Regions from separate parts of the Mus musculus genome. Here region 2 is linked to region 1. Evidence: chromatin contacts called from public Hi-C data. All regions are on one chromosome and are shown on one strand. The core of a region is the stretch at or near the end of the contact, and the rest is flanking DNA. Distances in the headings are between cores, read along the strand shown.

Region 1 (6,019 bases), core at 1,571-4,070:
CCAGCTAAATATTTTTATTTTATGGACATTGGTGTTTTAGTTACATGTTTGTCTGTGGCTCACAGGCATGTCTAGTGCTCACAGAGGCCAGAAGAGGGTGCTGAATCCCTTGAGACTGGGAGCTACAGAGGGAAGAGAGCCACTATGTGTGTGCTGAGAATTGAACCTTGTTCCTCTGAAGAGCAACCACTGCTCTTAACCTCTAAACCATCGCTCCAGGCCCTCTGTTTACACTTTTAAAGTTACTAGCTAATTACAATTTTAAGGCAGTATGTTCACACCCTTACAAGATTCTAAAGGTCATGAGTATCTTCAACCCAGTGTGGTACCCATCCATACCTTTCATCTGCGAGTAGAAATTAACCTAATATTTGTAAAACTCACTCCCTCTGAATTTATGCACTTGAACAGTCGGAATGAATTTAAGAATTAATCATCTTGTTTTGGCCTTTGTTTTGTTTTGTTTTTGAGACAATGGTTCTCCGTGTTGGCTTTGGCTCTCCTGGAACTCACTGTGTAAAGCAGGCTAGCCTTTAATTTAGATATCTGACTCAAACTCAGATTTGCCAGCCTCTGCTCCCCATCTCTGCCTTAGCCTCCACCTCCTCTGCCTGGGCCCCGCCTCCGCCTCAGTCCCCCGCCGCCTTGGCCTTGGCCTTGGCCTTGGCCTTAGCCTCTGCCTCACACCACCTTGACCTACACCTATACCTAAGCCTCCCCAGTGCTGGGATTAAAGTCCTGGACCACTACCCGAGCTAAGAACTAATTAATACTCTATTGATTAAAGCTAGTCTATGAAAACTTTGAGATGATATTCTATCATCTTTGAGATGATATTCTATATATGATATAACAAGATTCAGCCCCAGCCTTAATGTGAAGTGCACTAAAATACATATGTCTTCATAAAAAAAATCTTAGTTTTTTAAAAAACGGAAGCCAAAAGGAGGGGATTTATGGATCATCCTGCCAACCATACAGTCACTTAATTTATATATGTGAAAACTAAGAAAAGTGCCCTGTTCAAGGTGTATATAGCTAGTATAGCTGAGAGGCTGGAGTTGGAGCATCTCCAGAAGTCTGGATTCAGAACAAGATTTTGTTCTTCCTCCACCCATCACATCTCTACCCAACACAGTAAAACTCTTTATATCTGATTGATGCCAAGGCCCTTTATCCCAATTTGCACATATATTGACAATATAATACTGGTTGCTCCATGGAAATGGCAGAGATCATAAATTTGAACAGGAGTCTACCATGTTTCACACTTTTGCACACTCCGCTGAAAAGATGAGCTATGTTTGCAATTTAAGGAAAGAGGCCTCACATTTCAAATTTTGCTTGACCTGCTCAGTAGCAGCACTGTAATTGATCTCCACTTGGTGGTTTATACATTAAGAATATTTGGAAGCCTTGCTTACTGCAAGTACAAAAAGAAAAAAAAACAAAAAACTAAAGTTACAAGTGCAGGAAATGGCTTTCTTGGGTTAACTATCTGTAAAAACATGTCACTAAGCATGAATTTACAGGTTCAAGAGACAAAATATGAGAAGGAACCTCGGTTATGCTTGAATCCAACTGCATGACAGCTGAGCATATTTCCACAGAAGAGGAAACTTAGTGGTTGATTAAAACCATGAACCAGTAAAGCAAACTGCTTACTTCTTCAACAAGGTTCATTTCCCCTTATTCCCATCCCTACCGTCGTTTCTACTGAGTGAGAATTGACGATTTTTTTAAGAGGAAAAGTACGAATGAGCAAATTAATTTCAAAAGGATGGAAAAATGTCTTCGAAGGAGATGCTAGAGTAAAAGGAGAAATGACGTCTGATTTCAAATATGTAACCAGTTAGGCAATGAATCACATTCTCCTAGGTTTTTCTGTCTATAGACATCAGCCAGCCACAGATCTTTTCGGTACTCGAATGAGAGGAAGAGGAAGTGAATAAACCTAATATTAACTATACAGCACCTACTGATCGTGGAGATAAAGACGGGAAGAACACAGGGTACAAGCTGCAGCTATGATCCAGCTGTTTGCTAACATACGTAAAGGTATGGATGCTGAGAGAGTATCTATCGAAAGCGAAGGCACCCTCCCCAAATTCAAGAAAGCAGCTGTTTCTAGAACCAAAGACACCACCGCCGCCGCCGCCACCACCACCCGCGAGCGCCCGGACCCTGTTACAGAGTGTCAAGGGAGGGGACAAAATGGAGCTGAGGTCTAGGGGCGACCTAAAGGTCGTTTGGAGGTCTAGCAGGCACTTGGTGTGCTCAAGTCAACTGAGTCTTGGCAAAGCCCGGTACCCCCAGGAGGAAGAGTTCTCTCAGGCTCTCAGGGTACAGCGGGGGTACAGGGAAGAGCCAGGTGGGGTTCTGGAGGATCCCAGAAAGCATCAGAGGAGATAGTGACGGTGGTTCTCTCCATGAGCCAGCGGCCGCAGCCGGAAAGCCGAGCGCCCACCCCCACCCCCCAAACCCCGACCTCCAGCCGGCTCAGGTGAGGATCCGGGAGCACGTCAGGAATAGGGGACTCTCCGGGGCAAGGGCGCAGCAGCCGCATCCTCCCCAGCCTAGGATCACTCACCGAAGGTGCTGCCTCGCTCGCTACGAGTCTGCCACTGGGTCCCGGCCTTAAGAGGAAGGAAGCTCCTGGAGAGGAGCTCGCGTGCCCGCTAGCTCTGGAGCTGCCTGGCAAGGAGGGGCGAGCCGCGGAGACCAGTGGAAAAAAAAAGAGAGAGAGAGGGAGAGAGCCGCAGCGGCGCGCGCGCAACCCGGACAGCCAGCGGAGGCGGGGTCCGGCGCGAGCCCGGAAAAGACGAGCCCGGAGGGGCGGGCGGAGCGGGGGAGCTCGGTGGTGTGGCTGAGCCCGCCGAATCGCAGGCGGCCTCTGGCTCGGCCCACCCACACGCCCGCCTCCGCTCACTAAGGACGTCACCGCCAAAAAGGCGGAGCCCGATCGGGCTTGCAGCTGCTGCAAAGGAGGAGGGCTGCTTCCGAAGGGTCGCAGGTCGCCTAAAGCCTCCCTTGAGCCCGCAGCCACCATGCCGCTCCCGCAGTGCTGGGCAAAATAGCCCACGAGGGCTTAGCGCCCAGTAGTCTAGAGCCGCAGAACTGGCCCACGCCCTAGCGGGCTACCCGGGACTCCACCCAGGATGAAAGTTCCCCCGGGGTCATCTTCCAGCTGCCCTTAGTTAGATACCTATCTTTGGACTGCCTCGTGCTTCCTATGGGAGAGAGATCTTAACCTAGCTCCTGAAAGCCAAAGCCTTCTATCCTTTTATCTGTTGCCTTGAGCTGTATTAAGATTCCCTGCTCACTCGGGCTTATGAAATATTTCCTGAAGGCAGGGTTTTGCGCGTCACTCAGCAAAAGAGCCCACAACTGATAAAAAGTCAGTGCAGTACCGTGAGATTCTATTGCTTCTGAGACTTCTTGATAAAGGCCATTTTAATCCCCCCAAGAATTGAGAAATTATTGTTCGTAATAAATTCCAAAAGGTATCTCAGGACTTCAAGACAAAACTGTAATTGCGAATAATAAGCCACAACAAACTACCAAGAATAAGTTGCCAGAAGAAATTCTATTCTTCCAGTTCCATGACCGGCTGCTTTTTTGCTTCCTGTTACGGCTGTTTTACTAGCTACTTTTCATTTCTCTTACAGAATGACTGTGTCTGCTACACACACGTACAATAGCTTGCCTCACATTGCTGGCTTCAGTAGTGCTTTAGGCTTTGTGTGTCATAATCATCTGGGATGTTTGTTCCAATGGGAATACCTGGAGAAATAATCCTCAGATGTTTTGATGTGGGTTTTGATTTGGTGAAATTTTTTAATTTTGGATTTTTAAGAAGCACCCCTGCCGGGCGTGGTAGCGCACGCCTTTAATCCCAGCACTCCGGAGGCAGAGGCAGGCGGATTTCTGAGTTCGAGGCCAGCCTGGTCTACAAAAGTGAGGTCCAGGACAGCCAGGGCTACACAGAGAAACCCTGTCTCGAAAAGCCAAAAAAAAAAAAAAAAAAAAAAAGAAGAAGAAGAAGAAGAAGAAGCACCCCGAATGACAGTATTAGTGTGCCTGGCTGAGAGCAGAAATGTCCAGCTTGTTTGAATGTTGTTCTACAGCTGTAGCACTCATTTCATTTCCAATAGAGCCACCAACTTGGGTATAAGGCACTCATGTGCTTTTCCTTTCACAAGATTGACCTAGAAAGTTCAGGACTTCAAACAACAAACTTAATTGTCATCTTTATTTTTATGAGACCTTGTTGTAATGCCAGAAACAGATAATTATTAGTTGGCTATATAGTCCACTAGGTACCTACAGTGTACAGAAACCTGTCATTTATCCCAGAGTTAATACCAAAAAAAAAAAAAATTGAAGGAACAAACCATCTATTCCTCCAACAAACCTAGAGTTTCGTAATGGAATTAAAACAAAAGTACCACACAGACCCAGTGTTCGATATAAATCAACCTGTTAGCCCAAGCAGAAAAAGAACTTGTAATATAAATACCTTTTCTAGTTTCCTTCATCATCAGTCACGTAGCCCAGACATTTTTAATTAACTCTTCTGAACTCAGTAGTCCTCAGCTTACAGAAGTCCCTCAAAATTTACAAGGACTAAATAGAGGAGAAAAGCTATCAGGTTTTGAGTGTGAGTGTGTGTGTGTGTATGTGTGTGTGTGTGTGTGTGTGTGTGTGTGTGTGTGTGTATCGCACACATATATATCGGACCAAGAAGTTACTTGTATTTTCAAAATCTTTATCACTTAAACTATTAATTAGTGCCCACAATGTCCTGGTCAGCTTTATCACCTACCAGATCTTTTCCTTCATATTTAACCACACCCAGGATAAAGAAAAAACATTACTCCAACAAGAGGTAAAATAGCCAGGCATGGTGGCACACTTCTGTAATCCTGGTACTTGGGGGGCAGAAGCAGGTGTAGATCCATGAGTTCAAGGCCAGCCTGCTCTACAGAGTGAGTTCCAGGACAGCCAAGGCTACACAGAGAAACCCTGTCTTGAAAAATCAAAGAGAGGAGGGGGGAGGGGAGACACTGTGTCAAAGAAGAACAAAACTAAGAGCAGGGAGAAGTGGCACAGGTCTGTGATCCCAGCTCTGTACACTAAGACAGATCTAAGTTTGAGGCCAGCCTGAGCTACAAAAGGAAAGCCTATCTCAAGATCACACTATATATATTGACAATGAAAGGAAAGACTGGAGGGAGGGAGGGAGGGACAAAAGGGAAGCAAGAGAAGCCATCTAAGACTTATGACCCCAGAGCGAAAGACTTATGACCCCAGAGCAAACATTCCTCCCTCCCGGGGCAGCTGTCTGAGGTTTGAGAGCAGTTACAACTTTTTTATGCCTTTTGAGGATGGAAGATTACTGTCTTTGAAAGATGAGGAGACAGATGCAAATGAAACAATGTGTCCAGTCACAAACCTAACTAGTAATAGAGCTTGGAATTCCTACCACTCCCAGAGGCTTGCTGGAAAGTAGACTCAATAACATCCCACCAAAATCAAGTTAGAGACAAAGGAAAAGGAAGGAAAATACAAGCTGCAACTCTCAAGATACAAAATACAACACAAAAAAAAGGCATAGGCATGACAAAAAAAAAAGAAAAAAAAACAGAAGAGGTACTGAGAAGAAGGACTGAGGACAGTAGGACAGAGAGACAAATAAGTGCATACACTATTTTATACATATACAAATATGTATAAAATGTCCTAATGAAACCTACTTCTAAGTATGCTAATGTTAAAAATTCATTTCAAAGCCCTTTTTCAAAAAAGTATAGAAAAATAAAGCTTCTAGAAGCTAAATGGAATTGAACAAGGCCGCTCTGTTAGCAGATTTTTAAATGGATATTTAGTGCCTGGTAGCTTTGCTCTCGTGTAATAAGAAGCTGAAACAGATAGCCAGCCTGCTCTTGGCATTAGTTATTTATGGAAGGACAGAAAACAACTGTTCTTCACTACGTACCAAGTCTGCATCTTAAACTTA
Region 2 (6,019 bases), core at 1,214-3,713, 130 kb after region 1:
ACACTGACCAGCATCTTCTCCTCCTCCTCCTCTTACTCCTCCTCCTCCTTCCTCTTCTTCCTCTTCTTCTTCTCCTTCCCTCTCCCTCTCTCTGTGTCTACTTCTCTCTGTCTCTCTGTTAGAAGGAACATGGTCTCTTGACCATATTGCCCAGTGGTCTTTTTAACCTTTTCCATATTTTGTTTGTTGTGTTTCATATTCTTCTCTTGTAGCCTCAAATTGTCTTTGCTAGCCTTTCCTTTACTCTGTCAAAACAGTCACAAATTCCCATTTCTGGGTGAACATAAGAGATGGGATGGCCATTACTAGGTAGAGGTGCCCTATGCGCTCTCTGTGGAAGATTCATCAGCAGTTCAACACCAGGCCAGCTTGCCAACAGGCTCAGATGACTTGTGGCAACCTCTTGTTTGGATATTAAAGCCAGGGGCATCCCAGATCTCTGTCTGTACAGGTTTTACTCTTTTGGGTGAACTGCTTCATCATCTGGATATTTGGGGACTTTGCAAATACATGCCCAGGACTTTAGCACTTCTGGAATCAGCGGCACACCCTAGCTTAAACAGGAAGAACACTATCAGGAGCGGGTCAAATGCATGACAGAAGTGCAGCAAGGATTAGCATCTAAAGCTCTTAATGACAGCTGCCTTTCAGAGACTTCTGGATGGTGGGCAGCTGCACTAAAGGGTTAGGGGGAATGAATGGTGGAGGAAAATTAGGGCTTGAGTATACTATGGAGGTGTTCTGTGTAAAGATCAGTCTAACTAAAGACCAGGTTTGACACTAAGAAATCCGTGAGATTATGAACGGGCAGATTGTGGCATGCCAGATGTGTTCAACAGAGGAATCTCGATTTGTTAAACTGACTCCAAACAAATAAGCAAGCATACCAACAAGCCATACAGCCAACCTGTGATCAGAGAGTTATGTAAACCAAAGTCCTATGTTTCAGGTTTCTGTATCTTTTCTTCAGCTGAATGTTTCTATAAAGCAATGTCAAGAGTTCAGCCATGCCAGACCGTGGTGGCGCACACCTTTAATCCCAGCACTCGGGAGGCAGAGGCAGGTGGATTTCTGAGTTCGAGGCCAGCCTGGTCTACAGAGTGAGTTCCAGGACAGCCAGGGCTACACAGAGAAACCCTGTCTCAAAAAGCCAAAAAAAAAAAAAAAAAAAAAAAGAGTTCATCCATTTGCCTAATTGTCATGTAACACATATAACTGAAAAGAAATGGAGCTGCTATATTAGCTTGGAACCACGTTATGCTAAGCGCTTAGGAAAAGTTACCCACCGACGAGGACGCGTTCCAAGGCAGACTGTGCTTAGATTCTTGGATCTTCTCTGTGGTGCTGGCAATCAAATCCAGGGTGTCCTTTATGCCCATCAAATGCTCCTGCACTGAATTACAGGCTCAACCCTGGTCCTTGGATTTCTTTGTTGCTGTTTTGTGACAGGTTCTCACTACTGGCTCTCAATGGTCTGGAACGTGCTATCTTCCAACAGTCCTCCTGCCTTTACCTCTCAAGCACAGGGACTACAGTCCCATGTCTCTATGCCCAGCTTGCTTCTCAGATTTTTAAGAGGAGCGGAAAGCAATTAACTGCAGATGAATCAGAAAGCAGGAAACTCCTAACTGTTTATCTATGCAAAGCAGACAGCAAAACCCCAAAGTTATGTTCAAATGACTTTTCTACTCTAGCTTTCCAAAGCCAAGGCATTGCTTCAATTGGTCATTTCTCACGGTTGTCAATGTAGTTCTATTTGACTTTGTTCAGTCTATATAAAATCAGGGATAAATAAAAGCTTAAACCTCTCAAGCTATTTGCCCCCAAACACTAGATCCCATTAGGGTCTAGAATCCAAATTCCATCTTTGTTCCACTTGCACAGTAAGCAATTTTCCTTGACCTTAGTGTCCTCTGCTGTTAAATGAACTAGAATCTATGTGAGACTTCAGCACCTCTAAGTATATACACACTCAGTTATTTTATCCATTCAGTAATCAGTATTTGTTTATCATCTTCCATGTATGCACACAGGAAGGAATGAGATACCACATGCAAATACTACAGAATAAGGCTGGCTCTTCTTTGCAAAAATTATGGAGAGACAACGATACATTTCTTCAATTTATGAAAAAAAACTGCATCAAACAAGTCAAATGAACCACATAGGATTTAAAGAGGTCAGAGGAATAAAGTTTTCTTTAAGCTTTTCATGGTTTTGTTAGTTTGTTTGTTTTGTTGGTTGTTTGGTTTGGGCATTGCTATTGCTGTCGTTATTATTATATTATTTCCAGTGCTGGCCATCAAACCCAGGGCCTTGAGTTATGCCCTAAAGCCTTGGTTGTTGTATTAGTCATTGTTGTTTGAGGCGGAGTTTTATAGATCTCAGGCTGGTCTCTGACTCGTTCTGTAGCTGAGCATGACCTTGGACTTCTGATTAACCAAATGCTGCGATTTCATCCTTGTGGCACCATATCTGGTATGTGGCAATGTTGAGGATGGAACAGGGTTTGTGTATGGTAGGCCAGCACTCTACCAACTGAGCTACATCCCAGTCCCTATCTTGTTTTCCTTGTTGGTGGTGTTTCATTTTGATTAACTAGTTTTGTCTTTGACAATTTTGTACATGGATACAATGTGTACTGATTAGTTTCTCCCCTGCACTCATTTTTTGACCTCATTCCTCTTCCTGTCAGCCCTCTTTATCACTTGCAGTCCCTTTCCCAGAGTTATGACTTTTAGGTTGCTTTTGCAACCCACTTAGCTTAACCAAGGCCATTTGTGTGATCACTGGGCTGGCAGTATTCGTTAGAGCCTAGTGGGCATATAACTAGAAGTAACAATTCTCCCTGTAGCAAATCGAATGTCCTGTGAGATCCAGGAAGACCTCCAGAGATCCTCTCCCATGCATGTGTTCACTGTTGATGACTCTTGTGCAGAGCCGGTGAGACTATCCAGAGCTGTTGCTCTTCTTAACTAGTTCTGGCTGGCAAGCAAGAGGAATGGCAGTTTGGTGATGGGGAGCCTCTGGGACTTCAGTGACCAATAATTTAAAAGAAGATATCTTACTCCTGGCTCTGGAGATTTGTTGAATAATCCATGGCTTCTGGGAGCCACTTTTTTCAGCCATGTAAGATAAATCCTTTTAAAGATTATCTTTACTTTTAATTATAGATGGAAGAGGGGGAGAGGGGGAGAGGGGGAGAGGGGGAGAGGCGGAGAGGGGGAGAGGGGGAGAGGGGGAGAGGGGGAAAGGCGGAGAGGGGGAGAGGGGGAGAGGGGGAGAGGGGTGTGGGGAGCGGGTGTGGCGGCAGTCCCAAAGGCGCCAGGGACTGCAGCTAAGTCATATGACTTGCACCTGACTTCCTCATATAAGACACAAACATCTTGAGTGCTGCGCAGGTGTACCAGGATACAGGTGAATCCAATTTGGTGGAGATTTGCCCCTGCTGCCCTGATTAGCTGAAGCCTCACGACTGGCGAGGGGGCGTGGCCTGCGGTGCGTGGATGAGAGAGAGTATAAAAGGAGTGAGGCCCAGGGTTCGGGGGAGATATATAAACAAGGGAGAGATATAAACAAGGGAGATATAAAAACAAGGGAGATATAAAAACAAGGGAGAGATATAAACAAGGGAGATATAAACAAGGGAGATATAAATAAGGGAGATATATGGAGAAAGAAGAAACAGGACTGAATAAATGTGTGCAGAAGGATCCTGTAGCAGCGTCGTTCTTCCTGGCCTGTTGAGTGCGCGCAACAAGTGGTGCTGAAAACCCGGGAAAAGAAACATCTTCAGGCAAGAGCGAAGACCCCCTGCTACAGGGAGGATTCAGAACTGCATAACGGGGAAGAAGGGGTTAATGAAGTGTTCCCGTAAAACAGACTGTTGAGAAGGATCTGGCGTGGATTCAGAACTCTTCAGCTGGGGAACGGTACTGATAAAGAAGAGAGAGGAAGACTGAAATTTGCTGAATAAACTGCTGTTAGAAGGACTGGTGGTCGTGTCGTTCTTGCTGGTCGAGAGCGGGCGCGACAATTGGTGGCCCGTACGGGGAACCGACTCCCCCACCGAGTTCAGAACTTTCAGCAGTCAGTGGTTGCCGGCAGGGTAAGTTCATGGTGAGTGAAACTTGCAACCCCAGGAGTTTGGGAAGGACCTCGGATAAAATAGAGGTGAGCATAAAGTTGCCAGGAAGTAGGCACAAAGTAACCCAGGAGTTTGGGAAGGACCTCGGATAAAATAGAGGCGAATATAAAGTTGCCAGGAAGCAGGCTTTGGGACAAGTTAAGGTTCCCGGTTTGGGGACAAGTTAAGGAACTATGATAACCTCAGTGTAGTGATCAATAGATCCTCGCTGTGTAGTTATGCTTTTTTCTCCCATTGACCCTTTGTGGGTAGGTCTGATAGTTTTGGTCTTGTTTGTTCTGATATATGGACTCTGTTACTGTTTGAAACTGTGTGTAGAGGCAGTCAAGACAGGTCAGAAAATCCTTACAGAGCAACAAGAAAGTATGTCGGAAGAGGAAAAGGGCTTAAAAAGAAAAAGGAAAAAGAAAGGAGACACAGTGTTATCAGGTGGTCAGGAAGGACGAAATAAAAGAGCCGAGGTGGAGGAGGAAGGCGAATTAGCTTCTGTGCCTCCTCCCTATGCCTCCTCAGCAGCCACCTATAGGTGGACCTTCTGTCCAGAGATTTGGCGTATTGACTCCCCAGATGGACACAAGGTGATTGAGGTTATGGTCTCATCACCACGAGGTATTGTGTCCATCCCCCTGGGGATCGACAGGATCAGGTGTTGACGTGGGCGAGAGGGTCTGTTTGTGTGTTTCCACAGGACCAGATGGAACCTCTTTGGGTGCTGGAGAGATTGGTGAGACGCTGCAAGAATGAGGCTCCTGATCCAGTTGCCCCTGTGGATGTGGTGGATGATCCCACAAGCACAAACGATGGAGCCGAGATGGGAGATCCTTTCGGTATTCCAGAAGCCGATACCAGCTCGACATGACATTCAAATTTTTCCACGCTTTTTGATCCCTGAATTCCCCTTAAAGAGATAGCCCCGCTGGCCATCTATCCCTTGCTTCAGGGAAGATGAGCAGGGATGAGAGCCCTGGGATGTATGCTTGTTATAGTGTGTGTGTGTTTTGTGTTTGGCACATGTGTTAGGTGCAGAGTGTGCGGCCCGCACTTTCGCCATGGTAGCGTAGGCTTTTGCTGCAGTGGAGGCGGGACAATCTCCTCAGATTCGGTTTGCCGCTCTAAAAGAAATTATGCTGCGTTATGCCGTGGGGTGCGAGGCTAAGCACTGCACAGAGGATAGCTGCTGTTGGCATCCTGTGGAAGGCATGTCTGATTGCATGAAGGTTCAGTGTCCTAGTTCCCTTCCCTCAGGAAAAACGACACGGGAGCTGGCCAAGACCTCTCTGGGTGATGAGCCTAAGAGATGGTTTTGTGTAGGGCCCCTATGCTTGCACACTGGGGATCAGACCTCTACCTTCACCCATGAGGCTTGCTTGCAGTAATTAAGATTTGGCCATAGATTAATCAACATCCTGGCCTTTTGATGCACCTGCCGCAAGCAAAACACAATCTCCCCAGGAGTGGCTTGGCATGATTGAGAGGTAGTCAGTGATAAGACTCCCTGGGCATGTCACCAACCTAAGACAGGGATCAAACCAATGCTGTTTGTCACCCAAGGACGGGTAAGGGGCATGGCTGCGGGGGGCTATCTACAGACATTCTCTCTGCCAAAAAAGAAAGGGGGAATTGTGGGGAGCGGGTGTGGCGGCAGTCCCAAAGGCGCCAGGGACTGCAGCTAAGTCATATGACTTGCACCTGACTTCCTCATATAAGACACAAACATCTTGAGTGCTGCGCAGGTGTACCAGGATACAGGTGAATCCAATTTGGTGGAGATTTGCCCCTGCTGCCCTGATTAGCTGAAGCCTCACGACTGGCGAGGGGGCGTGGCCTGCGGTGCGTGGATGAGAGAGAGTATAAAAGGAGTGAGGCCCAGGG

What was found. A called contact is a pair of places that touch in the nucleus more often than the background predicts.
Region 2: a Hi-C map of liver shows a contact between it and region 1, with 2.5 times the contacts expected there. The contact joins the enhancer-like site here to the promoter of Acsl4 in region 1. A contact is called at or near these places in 18 of 39 promoter capture datasets (the 3T3-L1 cell line, 3T3-L1-derived adipocytes, the C10 cell line and 9 more), 4 of 15 datasets of contacts at CTCF or cohesin (CD8 T cells, the G1E-ER4 cell line, the NIH/3T3 cell line and 1 more), 65 of 484 Hi-C or Micro-C datasets (8-cell embryo, the AML12 cell line, B cells and 41 more), 47 of 115 datasets of contacts at active chromatin or transcription factors (the 230-238 cell line, CD8 T cells, DN3 thymocytes and 32 more) and 5 of 9 other capture datasets (adipose tissue, embryonic stem cells, liver and 2 more).

What each region holds. Positions count from the first base shown.
Region 1 is chrX:142,387,715-142,393,733 of GRCm38.p6, forward strand. It overlaps Acsl4 (acyl-CoA synthetase long-chain family member 4), which reads right to left and starts at 2,821. Exons shown (of 16, transcript NM_207625.2): 1 at 2,591-2,821.
Region 2 is chrX:142,518,813-142,524,831 of GRCm38.p6, forward strand. No RefSeq gene overlaps it. Among named protein-coding and RNA genes, the nearest start is that of Gm25915, 36 kb to the left of the region's middle. Within about 2 kb of position 2,464, at least 4 of the 459 cell types and tissues checked have an H3K27ac peak or open chromatin away from gene starts, as enhancers often do. A contact at or near this core is called in hepatocytes and liver, where this site is marked.